Linked DNA regions of Ovis aries: all the other regions are linked to region 3. A link is a contact called in public Hi-C data. All regions are on one chromosome and are shown on one strand. Each heading gives the region's core, a stretch centred on a gene start, on an enhancer-like site or on the middle of the called end of the contact. The rest is flanking DNA. Distances are from core to core; before and after follow the strand shown.

Region 1 (3,064 bases), core at 450-2,949, 780 kb before region 3:
GTCACACACCCGCGAGGCTGGACGCTAGGCTTGCGCCGCCGAGCGGGGTCTCCAAACACCCGGCTTTCGGAGAACGCGGGCACGGCAGCCTATGTCCCAGCCTGGAGTTGAGAGTCGGACCTCAGGAGCGCGCTGGGCGCTCTCGGGACGCGGCCAAGACTTGGCCTTGACCGTCCGGGGCCGTCCCCGCCCCCTCCGGAGCTGGGAGCCGCAGGGGGCCGGCACCAGCTTCCGCGCGGAGCCGCCCGCCCGCTCACACAATGGGGCGCGTCGGGGGAGGGCGGCCTCAGCCACCGCTCTGGGCCCGGGCTCCGGGCAGCTGGGGATGAAGCCAGGAGCTGGGGCAGCAACGAAAACCCCCTCCACCCGTCTCCTGCCCGCCCACTCCCACACTTCGAAATGGCTGCAGCCGCCGCTTAGGGGGCTGGGTGGGGGGGGAACGGAAGTGCCACCCCCTGCAGTCAGGGGACGGTGACGTCATCCCTACTGTCAGCCTGTAGCGGGGGCGTCTGCCCGTCACGTGACCCCCGCTCCTAGCCGAACCCCGCGCGCGCTCGCGCGCGCTCCCTCCCCCACCAGCTTCTCCCCAGCTCTCGCCCTCCCCGCTCCAGCGCGGCTGTCAACAGCGCCAGCTCCGCCCCCTCCCCCGCGCCCAGTGTAACCGCCACGGCGGCGCGGCGAGCGCTCGCGCTTGGGTCCGGGCGCCCCGGAGGAAAGCGTTGCCTTCTGTCCTCACCTCGCCCCCCTCCCCTCAGTCGCCGGCGCGGCGGGTCGCGTGGGCACCGGAGCCAGGAGTGTGCGGTGGCGTGCGGCGACAGCGCTTCTCCACTCAGCCCTCCCACAGCAGCTGCGCGGGACGAGGTGGGGACGCTAGGTCCGAGCTCCGAGCTCCGAGGGGGCGAGCTGGGCTCAGCAGCCCCCTGGTCCTGGCGCGTCTTCCCTGGGGGTTCGGTATCCCAAGCAGGAGCTGCAGCAGGGAGCCCGCCGTCGACCGCTCGCTCGCCCGCCCGCGCCCCCGCGGCGCTCCCGCCTCCACTCTCCTCGCCGCCTGGGCGGCGCAAGCTAGTCCTGGCTTCGTCTCTGGCCGCGGCGCGGCCACCGGCTGTACGACGAGGGGGGCCAGGCGCTGACCGTCTCCGGAGCCCCTCGGCCACCCCGCCGTGCACTGCTAGGCTTCCAGATTGGGTGGCTGTCACTGCTGCGCCTCGCTCTAATTTTTTCCCCCTTTATTCCCTTCTAAAAGTAGAGGCTTGGGGGAGGGAAGAGAAAACCCAGTGTAGAAAGGGGGCGGTGCGGACTGACCTGTCAACGGTGGAGGAGGAAGACCCCCCGATCCGGGCGAGCTCTCGAGCCCGCGCAGGGACCGGAGCCCTGGGTTCGCGCGGAGAGGCGCGGCGGCGGCGGCGGCAATGCCTCAGCCAGGTGTCCCCCCTCGGCGGGGCCCGCGCTGCCGCGCCCGCCCCCTCCCCCGGGCGCCGCGCTCCCCGCCCCATCGCCAGGGAACAGGGAACCCCCCAGCTCGATTTTTTTGTGCAGTTTCAGCAAAGCTCCGAGGAAGTTGGTCCTTTTGTTCCACTATTTATAGATTGCGTCAACATTGCGAAAAGGAGAAGGCGGAGCGGTGGCCCCTCCCCCCTCCCCTCCTCCAGCCGGCTCCTGGGAGAGAAAAGCCCCAGCACACGACCTAAGTACACAGCGCGCCAGCCGCCCGCCCGCCCCCGGCCTCCCGATCGCCGCCTCCCCCTCCTCCCTGCCCGGGCCAGAGCGCTGCCAACCCCGTCACGTGCCCGCCCGGGAAAACCAGCTCCCCGGGGCTCCGCGCCGCCCCCCAGGCTCCGTGGCGGCGGCCGCCTCGCTCAGCTGTGCGCCTGGCTCCTGGGCTCCAGCCAGTGACCCAGGCGTCGCGCACAGCGTGGGCACCCGCACCCTAGTCACCCGGGGTCCGCGACTCTCGAGAGTGCTCGCCAGCCATCGGCGCTTCCGCCCTCCTCAAACCTCCCCGCCACCACCACCCCGCCCGATCTCTGGAGCGCCACCGCCCTGGTCGCCGAGTGTGCGCGCGTTCGGGCCTCGCTGCAAGCTGGGGGCCTGACTGGGCCCTCGCGCGGCCGCTTCCCCAGACGAGGGGATGCCAGTCCCCCTTTCCCTTTTTCTCCCCCGCACGATCGGCTGCGGGCGGGGGACCGAGGGACGCCGGGGTGGCTGGCGGCCGCCCGAAGGCTGGCGGGCGGAGCGCGGGAAGTACGGTGCGGCCGTTCCGAGACGCGCGGAGACGCCCTGCCTCCTCCGCAGGTGCAGCGGGGCGTCGCGCGAGCTCAACTTACTGCCTCCCGGACTTCTGCGGACCGAGGAGTTTTGCAGACCTGAGCCGCCGTGGGGGTACTGGAGTTTCTGAGGAGTTACTGGAAGCTAGATCTGTGACAAAAAACATTTGAACTTTCTTCTCAAACCTGATGACGAAGTGATAGGCCCCGGCATACTCCCCGAAATGAAACTGAGCTCCCTTGCTGGCCTAAAGCTTCTGTTCCTGAGCTCGATGTAAACAAGGAGGGCGGTCAATACTAGAGGAAGGCCTTATTAAAAAAAAAAAAATAAAACAAGTGCAAGTAGCTGGTTTGAGTGTAATTTACCTTCGCAGCTTCCGGTCATTTCCCTTAGTGATTTATTTAGATCTTAGTTTAACTTTCCAGAGTCGGAATAAAAATAATTTAGCCCTTCAGATCACGGGTGGAGAAAAGTTCGAACTGAGCTGGGACGAGTGCAGGAAACGCGTCGGACCTTTCCGGGCAGTTGGACACTGTGGTAAACAGTCTGCAAGAGTTATTTTCTAAGGAGTTTGGAGAGACTGTTCCCTCGCACTCACCCTCGTTCGGGCTCAAGTGCAGGCCGCCGGGGGAGGAGGGCGGGACTCTGCCCCGGCCCTTGCCCGGGAGCGGAGCTTCCGGGCCCTGCGTTGGGCGCGTGCAAACCTAGGAGAGCTTTCGCACGGGCCACTCGGGGCAGCAACAAGTTTACCTCTATTTGAGAAACCTTTCCAAGTTTGGCTTTTTTTTTTTTTTTCCTT
Region 2 (3,288 bases), core at 666-3,165, 920 kb before region 3:
AGGACAGAGATATAAATATGGCGTAACTGGCCGGCTTTTTCTACCACACACCACCTGACCCAGGTCCTGAGAGTGACATCTGTATGTCTGTCACACACACGTTCACTCAGTGTAAGTACATAACAAAGCTTAATGCTCTCTGTTCAAATTTGCTTCAGGTGCATTCTTAACGTATCAGGCATGCATAAAAATAGAGGTGGTGTGTTTGTTTGTTTGTTTTTCTGATTAAATCAAATAGGGAGGTGGCTGTCGTTTTTTGGCCACAGTTCTTACATTTGCTGAGAATTAGGCGAGGATTTTTAGGGGTGGGGGAAGCCTGTGTAAGGGCTTCCCGTGAAGCCATTAACTGAAAGCCTTCGGTTTAGACCACAATGTCCAGGGCTGGCCTCTAGCTGCTGTCTCAGGGCTGCCTGGCCTCCTGCCTGTCCCGACCCCTTGCACCTCTGCTCTGCCATTAATAGCTGTTTGTTGGTGGGGGAGAGACTTTCACTTCTACATTATGCTCTTCTGCACTGTCTGCATTTTCACATGTTGACTCTGTGTGTATGTGTATGAGGACACTGAAGTTCTTCTTTCCTTGCCTGCTTTTTTACAAAGCCGTGCATTATTTACATTAAATTATAAACGTGAGATGTTCACCCTGATGCAGCCTGCCTGTGGCTCCTCACAGTCACCCCTTCTCTCTGCTTCCCACCTCATTCTCTCTCCCTTTTCACCTTTTTCTTCTTCTCTGCTCTCATGAGGTTCCAGTGTTGCCTTTCTTCGTTTGCACAGATTTTTTTTTTTTCTCCACTGTACCCTTTGTGGGAACCGTCTTAGAGATTCCTCACAGGTCCTCATTTGTAATTACATTCTTCTTCGGTTGCCGTGATGGCTGACCTATAGGCCATAGCTCGGAAACACTTGTCCAGAGTGACTCCTGCATGGAGTGGCATATTTCTCCACTTCTTTTACTTCTTATCCTCATATGTTTTGACAACAATTACTAAAAACATGTTCTTCCTTTTCCTTCAAGTCCTTTTCCCTCTTGACTAGTATAGCAGGTTTTGTTACCAGCAGAACTTTCTCTAAAGTGAAAGGCGACAGAGAGTTAACTAAAAGACACAGTGAGCTGCTGGGTGTGTCCAGAGTCTGATTTGGTTTGAGAAGAGGAACAGAAACAATTTTTGTATTTTAGAAATCGAGGAGGCCTCTTGGCCTAGTTTGAAAAACACAAACAGATAAAATTCTGTTTTTAAAAAAATCCAATAAAGTCTAGTTGGGAAGCTAAGCTAGCATCTTGTTACTAATGCATCAGAGGTCTTAGTCACATATTTTTAATGCACTTGTTACTTACTAATTTAATATCCGAATGCATAGATCTCCTCCTGGCCCCTGTTAACCTTAATCGTGAGTTTTCTGTGCAGTCCCTCTGGCGCCCACTCTGGAGAGCTCGCTATTGGGACAGCTTCCAGGTAACCTGGGGCTTCAGCGAAGCACCGACCGATTGGCCCGGTCGCTCCTGTGCAGGCCGTGGTTTCTGCGCACACAGAAAATGATGGGGTGAGTCACAGTCCTCCTTTCCAACAAAAGGGCATTGTACTATGCTGTTTGGTTCAGGCTCTGGCGTGCCACTTGTGGTTGCAAACGTATGGGACAGGAGGCGGCTGCAGCTGCATTCTAATGGGCTGCTTCGGGTGTGCCCCGATAGACCGTGAGATACTTTAAGGCTGCGAGGCTTTGATTTACCTTCGATGCTCAGCGCTAAGTGCACTTGTGCTTAGCTTAGGGCAGCGCTAAGCCAGTTTGGCTTGGTTGGAAAGCTGCAAAAGAGGGGAAGGGCTAAAAGTTTGCGCTGTGCTGGGGGGAGCGGGAGAGCCCCCCTGATGAGGCCGGCTGGCCGGCCAAGCGCCGGCAGGGGGCGCAGTTGCACCAGTAGCTAGAACGCCCCACTTGTTTACTTGAGCGTTACCTTTTTCGTGAATCGGCAGGCGTGAGACCCTAGAAATTTAAACTTATACCTGCATATAAGTATTAGAATATGAACTATTGAACAGAACAAACTCGCATTATATTTAGTCCAAAAGGCACAAGAAGAGTCCGGAGTTAGCTTACTGAATACTGAGTCAGGACACCTCCCAGAGTTAGATCTAAAGAGGAAAATTACCTGGTCAGCCTTCCAGGAAATAATAATTTTGCATTCTGACGCTTCTTACACTCACTTGACGAACTATTTCTTCTGATTTAGCTACCTCATTTGTCAGAGGAGAAGCCGACATTTATGAATCCAGTCCTCTAGCCTCTGCAAGAGGATGTAGCTACAGAAAAATTATATAGAGCTTTTCTGGGTTTTAGCCATGCTTTGAAAACACCCCAAAAGAGGGCCATTTGGAAAACTGCACTTACAATCCTGCTCTCTCTCATATATACATACACACACACATATATACATATGTACATGTATAAAATATAACATTTACACACAAAAATATATGCATATAGTATATATTTTATGGGGCTTCCCAGGTGTCTCAGTGGTAAAGAATCTGCCTGCCAATGCAGGAGATGCAGGAGATGTGCATTCAATCCCTGGGTCAGGAAGATCCCCTGGAGTAGGAAATGGCAACCCATTCCTTTGGAAACCTCCATGAACAGAGGAGCCTGGTGGGTTACAGTCCGTGGGGCTGCAAAGAGTCAGACATGACTGAGCTACTGAGCACACAGTATATATTTTATATATGATAAATATATATTAAAAATCTATCTATCTCTGCCTGCAATGCAGGAGACTTGGGTTCGATCCCCTGGAGAAGGACAGGGTAACTCATTCCAGTGTTCTTGCCTGGGACATCCCCTGGACAGGGGAGCCTGGCAGGCTACAGTTCACGGGGTCACAAAGAGTCAGACATGACTGAGTAACCACAGCACAGCACGGCACATCTATCTATCTATTTTTCAGGCCCTTTATAGAGGCAGCATAGCCTAGTGACCTCAGCACACAATGTCACTGGGTTTGACTTCTTGGTTCTGTCACTTATTAGCTGTGTGACCTTGTGTAAGTTACTTAACCTCTCTGTGACTTAATTTTCTCACCTACAAATGAGGTTAATAATAGTAAATGTTTCATTAGTTTAAGGATTAAATAGGTTAATTTTGTAAAGCTCTTAGGATTATACTTGGTACATAAAAAAGTACTATAATAATTGTTAAATAAAATTCATAAAATTTTGAAAACACTATCTTAATCATGAATGTAGATCACATTTCATAGGTACTTTTTAAAAGGTTTGAGGTTGGCCTTTAATAATA
Region 3 (3,085 bases), core at 549-3,048:
TGCTAAAGCTGAAACTCCAGTACTTTGGCCACCTCATGCGAAGAGTTGACTCATTGGAAAAGACTGATGCTGGGAGGGATTGGGGGCAGGAGGAGAAGGGGACGACTGAGGATGAGATGGCTGGATGGCATCACTGACTCGATGGACGTGAGTCTGAGTTGGTGATGGACAGGGAGGCCTGGCGTGCTGTGATTCATGGGGTCGCAAAGAGTCAGACACGACTGAGCTACTTCACTTCATAGCATTGTTTAGAATAACTGTTTGAAATAACCTAAATATTGCAAGTTAAGGAATGGGTGAGTAACCATGGTACGTTAGCAGTGTGAAATAGCCTGTCTCCAATGATGGTTCTGGATGCCATGGGAAAGGTATTTATGGCAATGTTAACAGAGAAAAGCAGACAAAAATAGTTTTGTACTGTCCATTCTAAAGGATATCAGTCCTGGGTGTTCTTGGGAAGGACTGATGCTAAAGCTGAAACTCCAATACTTTGGCCACCTCATGCGAAGAGTTGACTCATTGGAAAAGACTCTGATGCTGGGAGGGATTGGGGGCAGGAGAAGAAGGGGAAGACAGAGGATGAGATGGCTGCATGGCATTACCGACGTGAGTTTGAGTGAACTCTGGGAGCTGGTGATGGACAGGGAGGCCTGGCATGCTGTGATTCATGGGGTCGAAAAGAGTCGGACATGGCTGAGCAGCTGAACTGAACTGGACTGTGAAAACAACCACATAAAAACACATATTCAAACAGCCAATGGCTGGGAATGTTCAGAGAAAGATGAAAATAGCTCTAGAGCAATACCTCTCTGCGGCCTGCCCCAGAGCTGGCCTCTGGGTGCCCCTCCTCTACCAGAAAGGCTTCCTCTCCGCCAGGTGCTTCGTGCAGTCACCTTCAGTTGCATTTGTCTGCCCTGGTGGGAAGTAGGATGGAAACAGAATCTTTTCAGAAGGTCGAGATGATCTAGTGCTGCAGCATTTACCTATCTTCAAGATTAAACAAAAACCGCTAAGTGCCTTAAGAGTTATGCATATTACTCTTTCATCTGTGCAAAATAAGAGTAAGACACAGGAACTTGTTTGTGAATGGAAAAATTCTGGAAGAACGGATAAGAGACTGATAACAGTAACTACCCTGGGGGAGGGGGATTGGGGGTCTGGGGTAGCAGGGTGTCAAACTTATTCTTAAGTAGGAGACACACACTTGGTACCTTTTCTAAAACCGTGTACAATTAAAATTTTATTTTTGAGAAGTTTAAATACGTAAATATCATGACTCTGACTTTGTAAACATCGCTTTTAAAAAGTCTTGACTTGTTACAAATCAACGTCTTCCAAAACAACAAATGTACATTTTGGGCCTCAAACTGTGCCCCTCTTTGGAGTAATGAGGACCAACCCCAATTTGAGGTCTGCTTTGCATGCATTTTGTCAAGAATCACAAAGCACACCAGATTCTGGCATTAATTCCAACGCAGAATGCAAGCGCTATCCAGAAACGTTGACGAGGAACAGCGGCATGAGGATTCGGGTGTGACGGACGGTTTTCGTCCTCAGGAGGAATTTGCGCCAGGCTTTGCGTCCGGCCAGGTGTGCGCGCGTCCGCCAGCCTACTGGGGCGGCGAGCGTCCAGCCTCCGGGTGCCCCACGGCCCGGGGACCCGGCCTCGCCGCGATCTCCCCGGGCCGCGCCCCGCCGCGCGCGCGGACGGCCGCTGGGAGCGCGGACCCGGAGCCTCCGGGCCCCGGCGACCCCGCCCCCGGGCCGCGTCACGGGGCGCCGCGGGTGAGCAGCTACCATTGGCCGAGCCGCGGAGGGGGGAGAGGCCGCGACCCTTCCCTGCCGGCGGGCGACGAGCCAGGGGGCCGGCAGCCTGGGCTCGGCGCTCAATTTAAACTCTGAAATCTGGGCCGCTGGCGGACTCCGGAAACGAGACGACGTTCGCCCGGCCGGCCGCGCGCCCCGGGCCCCGCCGCATTCCCGGAATCGACCCTTCTCCCGCCATTTGCCACCCGCGTCTCGCCGAGCCCGCGCTCCGAGAGCTGAGGCCCGCGGCCGCCGGGAGCGGACGAGTGGCATGGCGCGCGGCGCGGACGGCGGGGAGGGGGCTCGCGTTTGGCAGCACGTGTTCCTGCTCCCAGGTAACCACGCCGGGCCCGGGGCGGCGGCGCGCGGGCGCGGGCGCGGCCCCGGCTCCTGCCCTGGGCGGCCCTGCCCGAGAGCGCGCCGGGCGGGTTCTCGGCGACGGGGCGCGCCCCCTCCGGCCCGCGGTCCCTCGCGCGCGCGCGAACCCTGACTGTTTGCGAGTCAGCGCCGAGTCTAGGGGCTGCCAACCCCGGCCCTGCCCCCGCGGCCGCGCGTGGGGGACCCGAGTGTCACCCGGAACACGTGGTTCCTCCTCTTGGTCACAGTGCCCTCGGTTTCGCTTTTTTTTTTTAAACCTGAGCCGGAAGCGCAGAAGCAGACCGAGTGGATTTTCCCCGTTCGGGTTCTTTGTGGATCGGGTGGCCTGGAGGGAGCGGCGCAGGCTTGGGGAGGGCCGCGCGGGTTCAGGACCTGGGGGCCAGCGGCGAGGCCTGGAGGTGTCTGCTCTTGGGGTGTAATTTGGTATGTCCTAGTTGACAGTTGTCTTAGCGTCTGAGCCCTACTAGATCGGAACCTAGAATCCAATAGGTTCGCATTGACCTGAAGGCTGTGCTGTCTTAACACTTTCCCTCCACTGGGACATGCCTTGATTTGTGAGGCTGCATGGTGGTGGGGGTTAGGACAGGGGTGATTCGGAGAGATTCAGGCAGGTAGCTAAGGATTGGAGCCAGCCTTGTCAGCCTCCCCGGGATGGTGACCACATCCAGGCCTGCAGGGGCTAAAGATGATGGACGTCAGTTGCCACCTATGATGGCATGAAGTGGCAGAATAAATGGAGTTTGGGACCAGGGAGTGCAAGCCAGAAAGTTTTGGCCTTTTCATAGAAGGATACATTGATTTGATGGCGTAATTGAATATAGGAAAGCCCATTCTTCTCTGTATCTAATTTTGAGATGTAGCTCAGCAAATGCAGTATTTTTGCAGTAAATGATACTCTGAT

The links. Hi-C and Micro-C count contacts between places; a contact is called where the count stands out from the background.
Region 1: a Hi-C map of liver shows a contact between it and region 3, with 2.9 times the contacts expected there. The contact joins the enhancer-like site here to the promoter of RNASEH2B in region 3. A contact is called at or near these places in 2 of 16 Hi-C or Micro-C datasets (liver and skin fibroblasts).
Region 2: a contact with region 3 is called in a Hi-C map of muscle, with 8 times the contacts expected there. The contact joins the enhancer-like site here to the promoter of RNASEH2B in region 3. A contact is called at or near these places in 5 of 16 Hi-C or Micro-C datasets (blood, hypothalamus, liver and 2 more).

What each region holds. Positions count from the first base shown.
Region 1 is chr10:19,899,697-19,902,760 of ARS-UI_Ramb_v3.0, forward strand. No RefSeq gene overlaps it. Among named protein-coding and RNA genes, the nearest start is that of TRNAR-UCU, 70 kb to the right of the region's middle. Within about 2 kb of position 1,700, at least 48 of the 54 cell types and tissues checked have an H3K27ac peak or open chromatin away from gene starts, as enhancers often do. A contact at or near this core is called in liver, where this site is marked.
Region 2 is chr10:19,759,021-19,762,308 of ARS-UI_Ramb_v3.0, forward strand. LOC105608011 (a long non-coding RNA gene) reads right to left here. Exons shown (of 6, transcript XR_006060930.2): 4 at 1,337-1,519. Among named protein-coding and RNA genes, the nearest start is that of SPRYD7, 13 kb to the left of the region's middle. Within about 2 kb of position 1,916, at least 38 of the 54 cell types and tissues checked have an H3K27ac peak or open chromatin away from gene starts, as enhancers often do. A contact at or near this core is called in hypothalamus, liver and muscle, where this site is marked.
Region 3 is chr10:20,676,753-20,679,837 of ARS-UI_Ramb_v3.0, forward strand. RNASEH2B (ribonuclease H2 subunit B) reads left to right here and starts at 1,799. Exons shown (of 11, transcript XR_006060939.2): 1 at 1,799-2,141.